2 separate regions of the Zea mays genome follow, and region 2 is linked to region 1. A link is a contact called in public Hi-C data. All regions are on one chromosome and are shown on one strand. The core of a region is the stretch at or near the end of the contact, and the rest is flanking DNA. Distances in the headings are between cores, read along the strand shown. Region 1 holds the start of LOC103645800 (SWIB complex BAF60b domain-containing protein). Region 2 holds the start of LOC100217038 (putative TLD family protein).

Region 1 (7,283 bases), core at 1,310-3,809:
TGAGTCCATGACTCTCTTAAAGTATCTACATGTGTAGGTCCATTTTTGAACCCAAATGATGCCTTCATCACCCTATGTGAGGGGTATCTAGGCGTCGAGACCATCCTCACCTTATGGCAGTATTTTTTTCTCCTGCGTCGAGCTATTGTGGAAGAGGGAGGAGCAAAGGGTAATGGAAGCGTGGGCAGTCGATGCCCCAGTATCCGCCTTCGCAGCGGAAGGTCGCGCGAGTACATCGCGATCCCCCTTTGGGCATGCGATCCGCAAGACGTAGTTCCCTGTGAAGGTAAAGGCGCCAGTAAACATCTCAATGTACGACGGATCATTGAATCCAGTCATATGGTTAGATGGCTACCGCCTCACATATTGCATGGCAAGGATCAAGGATGACCACCTCATCATCTAGTTCCTCAGCATCCACCCCGCGAAAAGGAGCAAGGGCCTGCTCCAACATCTGCCAGCCGACACCTTCCACGATAGGGTCAACCTCCGAAAGGCCTTCATTGGGTACTTCTAGGCAACCTACAAGCGCCCTAGTTGATCCTGGGACCTCAAGAGGTGCACCCATAAAAGTGGGGAAAGCCTCCGAAATTGCATTCGGAGGTTTTCCTAGAAATGGAATGAACCTCCCGACTCCACCAACGTCGACGTGGTAAGTGCCTTCACCTACGACACAACCAATGAGGCACTCACTCTTGAACTTAGGCAGGGGAGACCAAGAACAACTGCCAACCTCCTCGATATAGCGACCAACTTCGTCGACAGGGAGGACACAATAGGGGCAATTTTCCACAAGGGAAAGAGCCCACGCGATGCCGACGAACCAAGCAACGAGAAGAGGGAGTGTTGGGAGCACCTTGACATGTGTTGGAGGAACCACCACCCCCGACACGACGAAGAAGTCACCACCGAGGATCGATCACCCAAGCCGTCGGCGAAGAGAGTGGCGATCACTTCCATAAGCTGATGGACTCGTCGTGCCAGAACCACGACTTTCCGTCCACCGCAAGCTTCGGGAGTGCGAGCCCTTGAAGCGCTTCATCTCTAAGCCACCACCAAGAAAAGCAAAGCTGGAGGAGCTGCCCAAACCAGCGGAGCAGGAGGCTCCCATCGAGGATTTCTCTGAGCCGACACAGCCCAGACTTGTCCCCCTATTCTTAGGATTAGGCGGGCACGCTCCGCCACCCGGCTCGAGTTTTCTCTCCAACAATATTAGTTTATGTTTCCTAATTTTAAATATATCAATTATAATTGTTAGAGAACAAACCAGGATTTTATTGTGATTCGAAAAGATAAAACCACATCTCAATCACAATACTGAATTTGTTTCCGCTGCAAGAAGTAAAGGGCATTTGTAATCTAGTTTTGTAGTTCATATCTAGAAATTGAATAACCACACAATTTGAAATTTGAATAGATGTATACTCACTCAGTCCCAAAATATTAGTTGTTTTGTTTATATTCAAATGAATGACGAGCAATCTAGACACATATATAAAACAGATACATTAATTATTGTATGAATTAACTAAAAAGGTAAAACAAATTTTATTTTGGGACGAGTACATCATAGGCACACATTATTTGTTGAATTTATTTTTTCTCTCTAAAATGACCAAAACAATCTTAGAAATATTTACTAAAACAACATTTTTTATTTTTTTTGTTATTAAAAATAATTTCATATACTTTTATATTAGGAATTCACAGAACTTTTGCCTTGAAATCTATTTTAATACTTGAAATACAATAAAAATATTTAACTACGTAATATTTCAAAAAATAGAGAAAAAATATTTAGAAGTATACATAGTTCGATTAACATGTTAAATTATCACCGTAATCCAATTTAGTACATCGTGGCTAACCTTGCGCATACAAAATGATTGACGTGATGCCACGACAAAGAAAAATATTGTATAAACTGGCTAAGTGTAAAATTAAACGATGTTAAAAGTCGAGTGGTGACACGAGGGAGGAAATGGGGACTTTTTTATATACAGACGCTATGCACGTGGCTATGATTTCTATACATATCATAAGTAAGCTTTATTCTAATAAAACACAAAATATATGCTTCTTTTATTGGTTATGTAGGTTAAATGTAGAACCGATAATTAAACTTCAAATTCTTTCGTACATAGTTTTACTTTATTTTTACAAATGTTTGTTATTTTTTTCGAAGAAAAAAGAGACCCAAAGCGTTTTCGGGCTATGTACACGCATCACGGCCCGTCTCGGCCCAGCCCACGACCTCCCTTTGCTACGCTCGCCGCAACTGCAAAGGCGACACGGGGCGGGGTCCACATGCGCAGAAATTGCAACCCTCAACAACCGCATCAACAAAAAACCGTGGGCACTCTCGTCATTCCGCACCGCGCCCTCCTGCATCCACCCGATCGCGACACGGAACCCCAGCCCCACCCGCGCCCATGACACGTGGGACCACCCTCCCACAGCCCAAGCCATCAGCAGCCGCGTAAGACGATTGGAGGTGCGCTTAGCGACTTGTCCTTTTCTCTCCTCTTATTTTTCCTCCCCTAGTTAACAAACATAGGGCTAGAGGCTAGAGCGAGGGACCGGAAGTGAGAGACGGACCGAGGAGAGAGATAGAGAGACAAAGGGGAGAGACCAAGCGCCAGAGACACAGAGAGGGGGGCGGAGGAGAGAGAGGGAGAGGGGAATCGCGGGAGGGAGGCGGGGTTTTGGCGAGATTTGAGTTTCCCCCCACGCTCCCGCCATGGTGTCCGACCAGGAGATCGCCAGCTGCGTCGAGTCCGTCCTCCGTGGCTCCGCCGGCGGGCCCGGGGAGGCGTCGCTCGCCGCCGTGCTGCAGCAGGCGGAGGCCACGCTCGGCGTCGACCTTTCCCACAAGGCGGGCTTCATCCGCGACCAGATGGACCTCTTCTTCGGCCCGCGCCTCCAGCCGCAGCCCCCGTCCAAGCCCCAGCCGGCGCCTTCCCCGCCTCAGGCCGTCGTTGCCCCCGCGGCCGCCGTGCCGCAGCCTCATGTCTTACCGCAGGTGCAGGCACATGCACAGGCGCAGCAGATGCAGCCGCAGCAGCTCGCGCCGCTCCAGCCGCAGCTCATCTTCCAGACCATCCCTCAGCTCTCCGCCATGGCCCCCGTCCCCGCGGTCTCCGCGCCGCCGGCCGTGCCGGCCATGGCGTTCTACCCGCCGCCGCCGCTCGCCTTCCGCTACACCACCGGCCTCGCTGGGGCCGCCACCGGTGGGACCGTCTCTTTCCAGCAGCCGACCCCTGGGGCTGGGGGCACTGCTTCCCCTACCGCTGCACCGCAGGTCGCCGGCGACAACAAGGAAAGGTGAGCTGTCGATGGAATTAGGGTTTGCGGTCCGCGCTCCGTGGATTGAGGGGATTCGTATGCATATCTGTCGATTGGCTTGGAAATCTACTTTGATTCGACATCTAGTTGGTCGATTCGAGTGATTAGGGTTGTCGAGATTGAAGATTCAAGGTCTATACTGAGGATGACTAGTTGGTATCTTGAAATGGTTTTGTTCTTGTTTGTGCTAACCTGAGGTTAGGGTTTACGGTTCAGACTTTCTTGTTGGTTGTGTCAGTTTCCACTTCAGTTCAACTGGTTATTTTGTACTGTAGTGTTCAGGATATGTGGCTTAGGATGGCATTTTCTTCCCCCCACCCCATTTGTAGATAATGGATCAGTAACTGTTTAATTGTAGTTTTGTTGCCAACTTCTTTCAACGGTATTGGTCAAACAGAGAAGAATCCAAACGTTGTTCTGTCGACAGCTTGTATCATGCATATTTTTTGCTTCCAAAAAATTCTTTTGTAAAGCAGAAAAGATAATATTCTGTCTACACTCGTAAGCTACAAGAAGTTTTCCAGACTAGTAGTTTATTAAAAAGGTACAACCAGCAAAGCACGGGAGACACATTGTGTTTCATGAGTTTGTTTGGATTTATAACACCACTTTCCGCTTCCTGAGAACAATCAAGTGCAACTGACTATTTTATAACTCCACTCTGTGCATGAAACGGTCCCAGTAGACAGCTCAAGTCACTTGCTCCCTATCTATGGGCGTGCAAAACACTATTCCGCACTGTAGGCTGTGCTGTTTTTAAAGAGTGGAGTTTGAAATGAGGAGTGAGATATGGAGGCTGCTGGAGATAGCCTAAACTAGTGCACCCGAGCAAGCAAAAATGTAACCATTAAATACTCAAATTTTCATACATACTAATTGCATATGACATCTTCATCCTTAACACTTGATTCTTTGTTTTTTAGTAAGATTCATTTTCCTGGCTGGTTTGATGTGATTGCATGCACCTATGTTTTTCTTTGAGATGTATTGAACTAAAGCTTGTGCAACCTGTTGCACAGTACTATGGGAGCAGGACAGCAGGTCCTAAAATGTAATCTATTTCGTTTGAAGAATATGTTGAAGACTCTTGTATCTGACCAACATTCCTTTATTGGTTAGTTTGTTTTGCTGGTCGTGGTTGTTCATCTGTTTTTGAGACTTTACTCACTACTCAGCATGTCAACTGATTTGTACTTCGCTATAGTATCTTGGTTCTTTTCTGAAGCTCACTGATTAGTGATTTGTGTATAATTTCTTCTAGTGCTTCTAAGCGAAAAAGAGGTGGACCTGGTGGTTTAAATAAAATTTGTGCAATTTCACCTGAACTTCAGACCATTGTTGGTGAGACTGCTATGTCAAGAACCCAGGTACTACTCAATTTCTTTACAATAGAAATTGACACACTCTATACTCTACTGGTACTCTTTGAATGATTGACTCTAGGAAATTAATGTTAGTCTTCATTCAGATTGTGAAGCAGCTATGGGCATATATCAGGCAGAACAATCTTCAAGATCCTGATGACAAAAGGAAGATCATTTGCAATGACGAACTTCGTGTGGTTTTTGAAACTGACACCACCGACATGTTTAAAATGAATAAGTTGTTGGCTAAGCACATAACCCCACTTGACCCAAGTACATGCTTCTATTTCTTTTAATCAGCATACACTACCTTTTCTTTTGCGTTACTAAAGTTTAGTCCTGGAATATGCTCAAGTGCTTCCTAATGACACCGCAGAAGATCAGCTTCATGAAGTAAAAAGAATGAAGGCTCCCACAGTGGTTCCTCAACCACCTCCCATTAATCAGCCCAGTGTAGTTATTTCTGATGCACTTGCAAAGTTCATCGGAACAGATGGAACATTTCCTCAAGATGATGCCCTGAAATACCTGTGGGATTACATAAAAGCAAACCAACTTGAGGTATGGTTGGGGTCCTACCTTTTGGTTTGCAGAATAACCATACCATGTGCTCTGGCTTTTTGCTGCAAGTCTGTAGTGAGTATCATCATTTGAAGTGCAAATTCACTGTTCCTTTTCTAGAGGTACATTGAATGCATGCACAGCAGACCATTCAATTCTTAGTAACAAATTTTCAATAATGTTCAGGAGCAGTATGAGTGTATGACAGTAAAAAGTGCAGAATGACTGGGTAGATTCAAGTCAACTTTGTGTTAATGATACAAACTTGGGCTGTATCCTCTTTTTGGCTAACTGCCTGATTATATTTTGTTAACCTATGCTGCTGTCAATAACTAGGAATGTTCTTACTATAATGGCTGATGAAGAGCGTTATCGGTGGCATTGTGTAGATATTTGTTTATTGGACTAGGTATTCGTTTGTTGAAATATATTAGTTCAGATATCCTGGAATATGATTGAGGTTAGGACAGTGTCCACCTAAAAAGTTCTGCACAAAGTTGTACTAACAGTTAAAAAAAAGTTTGATGTTTCCTTGTCTTTTTTCTTGCAGTCATGATTATCATGTGTATAGTCTCTGAGCTGTGAAATTTATGTCTTAATGTACACACATATTAATTGCTATGTTTGGTAATGCGTAGGATGTCATCAGTGGATCAATATTATGTGATTCAAAGCTTCAAGAGCTCTTTGGCTGTGAGAGTATTCCTATGTCAGGACTATCAGAAATGCTTGGTCACCACTTCATCAAGAAAACATAGCAAATCCTCGTTAACTGGTCAGTTTCTGGCTGTATCTCCTATTTCTAGTGTCACATTTGCTGATTTCTGTCCAGATGTCAGGGATGACAGTAATTTTTCCCATAAATTATTTTCATGACGGCACATTGTTACAAGTTATGAATCTGTTTTCTACCTGTTCATTTGAACATATTTTGATGTAAGTTGTGCTTTGTCTTATTCTGATTCCATACATTGTGTGCAGATCTAGGATTGCAGTTTGGCAGATAGGCCTAACATTACAATATGGTGTTCTTGACAGAATGGACAGCATAGCGTCTGTATTTCTTCAATGTTATGGAATATGAATGGTGTCTGGCAAAGATCATATTATTTGCGGTAGAGGTAGCCTGTGCTTTGTTACGTGTGCAGGCCACCGCTGCGGCGTCTGGTGGAACCTCTTTACTGAATTCGTAGTGCTAGTTCTTAAATGTCAAAATGTCATTTCTGACTATGTAAAGTTGCTTTCTATTTGAGTGCCAGATTGTACTCTTAAAAAGGAATTTGAAGGAATTTCTGTAGGTACCGATAATCTTGTTACTTCCGAATTGCGAAGATGAAATCTTTGAAGGTCAGCACCGTTTGGATGTGTAGAATTTGAATGAACTAGAATCATATTGTTTGGGCAGCTTGTTTGATGGAACGGGAATTCCAAGTAATTCCAATGAAGATGAAGCCCGCAACGTATCAACGACTACGTAAAATTCTTCGCCTAGAAAATAGAAAGGCTAGTTCCACTTTTTAGGACTAGTTCTGAAAATTAGGGTGCTTGGTTTGAGAAATTGTTCCATTTAAAATGAGGTGGTGCACTATTAATCAATTTCTTAAATTTGGTGGGATAAACTCATTCTGGTTATTAGTACTAACTCAATTTCTTAAATATGATAATAGATCAACTTATTACATTTTTTAAACCAAACAAAAAAAAGTAAGGAGTGGGAAGATGATGAATTACCTTGTTTGTCAAATCAAACACCTCATTCTGGTTATTAGTACTAACTCAATTTCTTAAATATGATAATAGATCAACTCATTATATTTTATAAACCAAACAAAAAAAAGTACGAAATGAGAAGATGATGCATTATCTTGTTTCTCAAATTAAACTCCTTTTTAATTTCCATCTTAATTCCGGTTTCCAAACTAGCCATTACTATTTATCGTCCTGCGCTCCGAAGCAGTAGCTGTTTTGCAATGAAACAACCACTTGTTTGCTTTAAATTAAAGTCAGCTGTTC
Region 2 (7,283 bases), core at 1,749-4,248, 280 kb before region 1:
TTTAGGAGAAGGTGGGAGCAATTCTTAAATGGGAGTGGTCAATCACCCTATTCTATGCCCTGAAAACGCAGTGTCATTTCAAAAGCGCATCGGTAGATCAACTTTTGGGATAGATAATAACATATTTGAATCCAAACAGAAAGGAAGATTGCTAACTAAATATCTTCAGCAGAAAAACAGCAAAGCCTAAATCCAAGATTGCAAATAAGGTGAAATAGTGCACAAAGGCAATCAGGTTACTATATTCCTTGGACACCAGTAAATCTGAATTTAACCTGATTGGGGATGAGAGAGCCATGTTGATAAGTTTTATCAACAGCATGGTGTCGTACTAAAACTCCCGAGAAGTCTTCATCAAGAAAGATCCTCTCATTTCCAATTGTTCCACCAAATGCTAAGCCAACGGGCTTTGGATTCGCTTCATAAGCTCTTATCTGAGGATGTAGGTGGCAGTACATGAAGTTCTTTTCCTTGCCTGCTAGGTTAGGGGGTATAGTAAGATACTATTAGCGCAGACAAAGTTATGGTCAATAAAAGTCATACCAGATGGTGGTAGCATGCGGAATATTGGATGTGCGGCACAAAGGAACCCAGAGCTACCATAAAAGGTATCTTTGTTCTCAAATCCCTCCTCGGTCAATACACCAATCACCCATCTTCGATCAGAATCAACATTCTCACCACCACCTTTTGAGAATGCTGAAAGTAGAATCAGCATTGGCCCTTTGTACCCCTCAACACAAGACCAGAACCGGCTCAGTCCTTTTCCATGAACAGATGACCTACAGACAAACATTTTTATCGATGTTAGTCTTACTACATCCTTAGGAGAACCGACAATGAGATAATATATATTTAAGTTCTTAACCAGATTTGGAAAAAAAATCGCACTCATAGTCAACTAAAAAATGCAATGTTGTACGAAAACTAACATACAGATATAATCACAAGAATAGATATCATCAGCGCACCAAGTTACCTATAAAGGAGGTCTTCTGTGTCCATTCCAATAACAGAAGCTGACAGCAGCTTTTCACTCAACTTGTTTCTTAGGCTGAGGGCAATTGCCCATGCTCTCCCCCGTGTTAGCAGATAAACATCAGAAGTGTCAAAGGTTGTGCTAACAGTTGAAACAGAGCTCTCCTGCTTGTGACGAGTAAGAACTCCAGTCAATTCATGAGATAACAAAAAAAAGGTTCAGTTGAAGAAAAAAATATAGGCATGGTTCCTTAAAAAAGGCAAAATAAATAAGGATCTATTTATCTAGAAGAGAATATCATCAACACAATTTCACATTGTTCAAACCTAGCGCAGGAACTGTTTCCAGAGCACATTTTTTTGTATGTAAACCCCAACTCCCACAGTAGTGGACTTAGTCGATCATCATTATATTGTAGAATCTGTGGCTGGACAACTTCTACCAGAATTCTTTAGAGGTAATTCTGAACTGTCATTCCATCAAGTACCAAAGAAAAGGTCCAAGATATAACATTACATAATTTGCTGATACTTTGCAGAAACAGGACAATCTGGAGACAAATTTCAAACTATATTTATGTATGTAATATATTTGTATATTATCCTAAATCATATGAGAGAGATAGTTATATACTACATTTATGTTATAGCGAAGCAAGTAGAAGAGTGTGCTATAAGTTGTGTATCGGAAAAATAGCATTTAAATTTATAGAATCAATTTCCATCTATCAACCCATGAATTTGAGATATGCTTATATGATAATTCTGGAAAGTGCTGGAATGTCACATTCTAAAAAAATAGCCTATTCCATCAGTAAGATTCCAATTCCTCTAAATCAAAGGAAACAAACGAGACTTAACAGATAATGAATAACTGTAGAATATATTAGGCTACAAGTCATGATCAGTAAAAAAACAAGTATAAACAGAACAATAGAAACTTTTTTCTACACTTATGTATGATCTATGAACTAACAAGGTAACAACAATGTCGCACATATTCTACTGATGACACTAGATACAGAACAAACGCATCCAACGTTTGACGGACGCTACAAATTCTGCAATATAATTTGATTACCTCCACAGAGTCAGCAGCCAGGGACCGGAATTTGTCCCGCACATACCGCGAGAGGCAGTTCCCAAGGCCGAAAGGCGTGGACAGCACCCACGACATGAACTCCTGGACCTTCACCCCCTTCCCACCGCTGGAGACGTCCCAGCCCCAAACGCCTGCATCATCCGTGACGACGCCCGCCGAGACGAGCGCCGACAGCACCAGGTGCGTCACGTCCGGGAGGAGCACCGTGACGGGCTCCGATTTATCTCCTCCGTCACTGACCACCCTCGAGGCCGAAGCGCTCCACGCCATGACCCAGCACACCCAGAGGAACACTGCGATCTCCTCCGGCGCGAGCTCCCCCACGACCTTCCCATCCTCGTCACCACCGCCCTCGTCCGGCTGGAGCTGGACGCCGCAGGGTGCCCCCGCGCCGGCGCAGGCGGCAGCGTACACGCGGAGGAGCAGTGCGAGCGAGCGGGAGGCCGTCACGCGCGCGCAGCAGCGGTTGAACCCCCTGAGGAACTGGACCCACCCGGCGCCCCCGTCCGTCACCGCGGCAGCTCCGTGGCCGAAGAATTGGGAGGCGATGGCGGGGCCGAGCCCCCCGAGGATGCCGTGGAAGTGCGGCGGCGGCGGCGCCGGGGATCCGGGCAGACGAAAGGAGGCGGGCGGCGGCGCGAGGGCATCCGGCAGCGCGTTGGCGGCGGAGCGGGAGAAGGCGGCGCGGAGGAGCGGGAGGGAGAGGGCGGCGGAGGCGAGAGTCTCCTGCTCCCGCTGCTCGTGCGCCTCTGGGGACGGGTTGCCAGTCGAGGAGGACGCGCCCATGGCCGGCGAGGTGTCGGTGCCGCGGCGAAACGGCGATGCTGGATGGGGATTGCTGAGGCGCGCGGGTGGGGAGAATGGTGGCGTGGAAAGGCGGAAAGCTTGGAGACCACCTAGACCTAGCCGACCCTTGGGAAGTCCGATGGGGCGGAGATCGGAGAAGTGGGGGGCAGGCAAGTGAAGGAAGGGAGGTGCGTGGCGGCAACGCGCGTCCCTAGTTGATTCGCCACTCGTCTTGGATAGATAATGATCTTGTTTCTTGGCAATAATTAATTCACGACCGTTTAACTTTTCATCTACCTTAAGCTGAACTATATATTCTCGTTGTTTAGCCTCGTGGGACTTTGCAAAATGCTGTTAGTCAAAAACAAAAGAAAAGAAAATGCATGTTTACGCATCTTAAATCGTCGTGCCCGAGCTTTCTTGAGCTTTTCGAGCGCACGGATTTGAGGCCACCACCTCCTCCTCCCAAACAACATAATCTAACCTAACCACTAGAGCACATGACGTTTGAAATATATAAATGGTATTCCCTTCGTTTCATTTTAGTTGTCGCGGTACAGTACAAAATTAAACTATCCAACGACAAATAAAAAAACGGAGGGAGTAGATATTATACATATTATGTTATATAAAGGATCGATATATATACTTTTTTCGTTCCAAAATATAATTTGTTTTAAATTAAACATGTATTCATTAATCAATCTATGAATGTACTACCTCCGTTTTTGAACGTGTAGTTCATTTTTGAACTAAAACGTGACAAATAAAAAAAAATGGAGGGGTAGTTTGTATATATGTTTACAACGTGGACAAAAAAAGGGCTAAAAAACTATATTTTAGGACATAGAGAGTATATACTAATAATTTGAAAATCTCTATTATATTTAAGTGGGATTTTCTTCATGTGTCTTCCTCCAACATCCCTCCCATATTGAACCACAACCCTCCCCCTCCCACACTCAACTTCTAACCACTAGAACACATATTTATTTGTGTTCTACAAAGAATAGATATTGTAATATTATGAATATAGAAACTATAGTGACACTCGGGCAACTGACTACTCAAGTCTAAGGGTGTGTACGACGTCATTAAAAACATTGTGTCTTCAGTGGGTAATGAATTGGAGAACCGCCTCTTCGCTAAGCAATGTTTCTAGCGCTTGGCTCGACGATGAAGATATGAAATTGTGCTTGTGTTGTACGATGAATGTTGTTTCTTCCCGGTCTAGTGTGGTATGGAATCGTGCCTAAGTTGTATTTATTAAAACATTTAATCTAAGACACAACATTGAAATTGTCTTCTGTATGTCTTGTGCTTGAGAACTACAAAGAGGGTTCTAGATTGTATATGACCTAAGACGAGCCGAACATGAGTAACTCACGAGCACTCGAAATAGATGTGATGCTATGTTTTATATTAATTCTTAAAAATATTATGTTTAATATTTCAGCCCCTGTTTGAATGAGACAAGCTTCAGTTATAAAGTCCTAGATCTTAGTGCACACTATAAGATCGTTTCAAAATTTAAATATTCAAACTCGTTTTTAACACATAAATGTATCAACAAGTTGCAATCGCTCCATTTTAGATTTATCTAAACATAGCCTAAGGCTGGCCAGGGAAAATGAGCACTCATTGTTGGCTTAAAAAAGAGTTGTCTCAATCTTAAACCCTTTTTAGAGCTTTATTTAGCTTCAACTTCACCGTTATTCATGCAATGTAGACTGTTCTTGATTTTAAATAGCAAGCTATAGTGATTCTATAGTGTCATTGTAGCTGCTAAGAAAAGCTAGGCTAAGACTATGTCCGGCAGATCGCGTATATGGTCGTACAAAATATTATTTTGTAATATAGATGGCACTGTTCAGAGTGGAGTTTGAAACAGAAAATGAATAGAGAATTAAACATAATACTGTTTTTAGTATGATTTTAGCTTCTTACCCTGGTTATTTTCTCCTAAGCGAACTCAACAAGTTTAGATGTCGATATTGGAGGGCATGAAATTGAATTGGGTTCAATTACAAATCAGGCATGATTTTGAAATGAGATGTAATTCTAATACTGTTGTTTGGATGTCAAGGAATTGGAGTTTGGAATTGGATGGTCCAATTCCACTCAATATAAAGGAGTGATGCTCTGTATTGGGAGAGGGAGTTTCTAGCTAGTCCAATTCCAGGAAATTGGGTCTTTGATTCCAAATCCAAATTTCATGTGCAATCAAACCATAAAAATCTGGAAAGCTGATTCTAATTACTAATTCCATGCTTCAATATCTACATCCAAACGAGGTACTATGTTAATTGTCTCGGCGTTTTGGCTAAACAACGTTTCAGAACACCAGAATAATCAAAATAAGAAAACAAACAAAAAACACTGAGTATAAAAAGAAAGATATATTGTAGAAGCCAGATGATGAAAAATTTAAACCTAAACACAAAATATCATTACAAGATCCAAATAAACACACCCACCCACTAATAAAAAAACATAAAAAGAAGAAAAAGGAAGCCGGCGACCTGGAGGAGCCACTCGTCAAATGAGGCGTGACCTATTGACATTGACATGATTTTTTTGGCTAATTCGTGTCTTATGCTCGATCTGAACTTAAAATATTAATATTTACTACACAGGATATCCAATTTCAATTTGTTTTCACCGTTATGTTCTTTACCATTCTATCTTCAAAACAAGATCCTACGAGAGTATGTTTCAACAAAGAAAAAAAATGGTGAAATACGGATCAAATGGCCATATACCCTGATTTGGCTATAGCCAGGTAAACCATGCATCCAAACACTTGCCCAAAGTTTCACAGCTGCGGCCTTTCGAAAGAATCTGCAGCCTGCAGCGAGCGCACAGCGCAGCATCATACCCACCTCTAAACTGTTGTCTGCACTCAACACTCGCAACAGCAAATTCAGGATTAGTTGGCCACAGAATTCAGGGGCATTCTGGAGAGAGTATGCAAAATTCACGGAGGCAAAGATGACATAAAAACAATCGACATATACTCGTGTCATAAATACCCAAAATAATCTGATCCCATCGTAGCCGTGAGCATAGTTCCAAACCACAGGTCTCCAGCGAAGTTTACAAAAGGAAGTCAAACATCCCATTTCCTAAGGGCATAGGGATTGTTTGGATGCGCGTGTATATATTTCAATTCAATCCATATAGGTTGGAGTAGTTTGGTTTGGATTCAAACCACTCAACCATGTGCGTTGAGGTGAAGAGATGAGCATCCAAACAACCGTCTAAGAGAAGAAGAAAAAACACGCACAAATTCACCAATGAAGCAAGAAACCATACAGCCTCTCCAAGGCATCCACCGTGTATGGATACTGCAGCAGGTGCAGTCAGCCAGTCCTCTTGATGATGTGCACCCCGCTCTCTGTATCAACCACGTCGCTGATCTCCCCGACCTTCAGAGCAAACGCGGCCTTCTCAAAAGGCTTCTGCATCTTACCCCTCCCAAATGAACCTGCAACAAATAACCATAAACTTAATCGTCATCGGCCGTGGATTTTAAATGTTTAGAAAATGATATATGAATCTGAACAGGGTTGGATGAGAGTGATTTTCACATTACATCCATAATGAGGCTATATTCCATGCCTTCTAAATCCAATTCAAAAAATTTCTTGCATGCCAAATTCCCAACAAATCTCTTGCACTAGAATTATTTAGCAAATAATAAAATGGAATTGTGCTGGCTACTTAGTCGAATAATAGCACTGCTCTAACACATAGACATAGTTGATAGGCTTGTATCCACTATTGGACGAATCATGCCTAATAATGCTGCATTAACATTGGTGGAAGCATTGCATTAACATTGGTGGAAGCATACATAACAATTGATTGCATATTTACCGAAGTTACCATGCATTACATCCGATTGCTATAGCCTAATCTCTCAACAAAGACTCCTATAACACCAGACCACTAGCTTACACACTGTCAATCAGGAAATTTAACAATGGCAAAAAATGCTAGTAAACTAAATCGTGTTTTCATCTCCTTCCTTTTACTCCTCTGCATGCTGCAGCATTCAGAACCCTATCCAGCCAGCCTTCTCCGGGCTATCCTTTTTTTTCCTCCAAGGACGCAAGAGAACTGTGTCATTTCATTAAAAAGAAAAAAGGGGCTACAAAGGATAGGTCAAAAGACCAATCCTGACCCCCACCCCCACCACCACCAGAATGTTACAAAGGGAGAGCCGAGGGACCAATCCAAAAACCCGACACAGCACCAAAACTAAAAAACTGTAAAACCAGCAAACACACACAATGACACAACCCAGCTCAGCTCCACACAAGAGAAATAGAGAATTGCAATCTGCTGAGGCCTCCGGCTCCAGCAGAACACCAGAGGCCACATTCCACTCTCACAAACACCATTCACTAAGCAC

What was found. A called contact is a pair of places that touch in the nucleus more often than the background predicts.
Region 2: a Hi-C map of tassel shows a contact between it and region 1, with 2.0 times the contacts expected there. The contact joins the promoter of LOC100217038 here to the promoter of LOC103645800 in region 1. A contact is called at or near these places in 4 of 25 Hi-C or Micro-C datasets (ear, leaf and tassel).

The regions. Positions count from the first base shown.
Region 1 is chr2:3,381,800-3,389,082 of Zm-B73-REFERENCE-NAM-5.0, reverse strand. It overlaps LOC103645800 (SWIB complex BAF60b domain-containing protein), which reads left to right and starts at 2,559. Exons shown (of 6, transcript XM_008670519.3): 1 at 2,559-3,324; 2 at 4,607-4,712; 3 at 4,814-4,982; 4 at 5,086-5,270; 5 at 5,909-6,045; 6 at 6,252-6,621. The coding sequence starts at 2,741. The coding sequence ends at 6,028.
Region 2 is chr2:3,663,329-3,670,611 of Zm-B73-REFERENCE-NAM-5.0, reverse strand. LOC100217038 (putative TLD family protein) reads right to left here and starts at 2,998. Exons shown (of 6, transcript NM_001143410.1): 1 at 2,060-2,998; 2 at 980-1,143; 3 at 544-782; 4 at 276-475. The coding sequence starts at 2,866. LOC103648341 (peptidyl-prolyl cis-trans isomerase NIMA-interacting 1) reads right to left here. Exons shown (of 3, transcript XM_008672828.1): 3 at 5,859-6,353. The coding sequence ends at 6,229.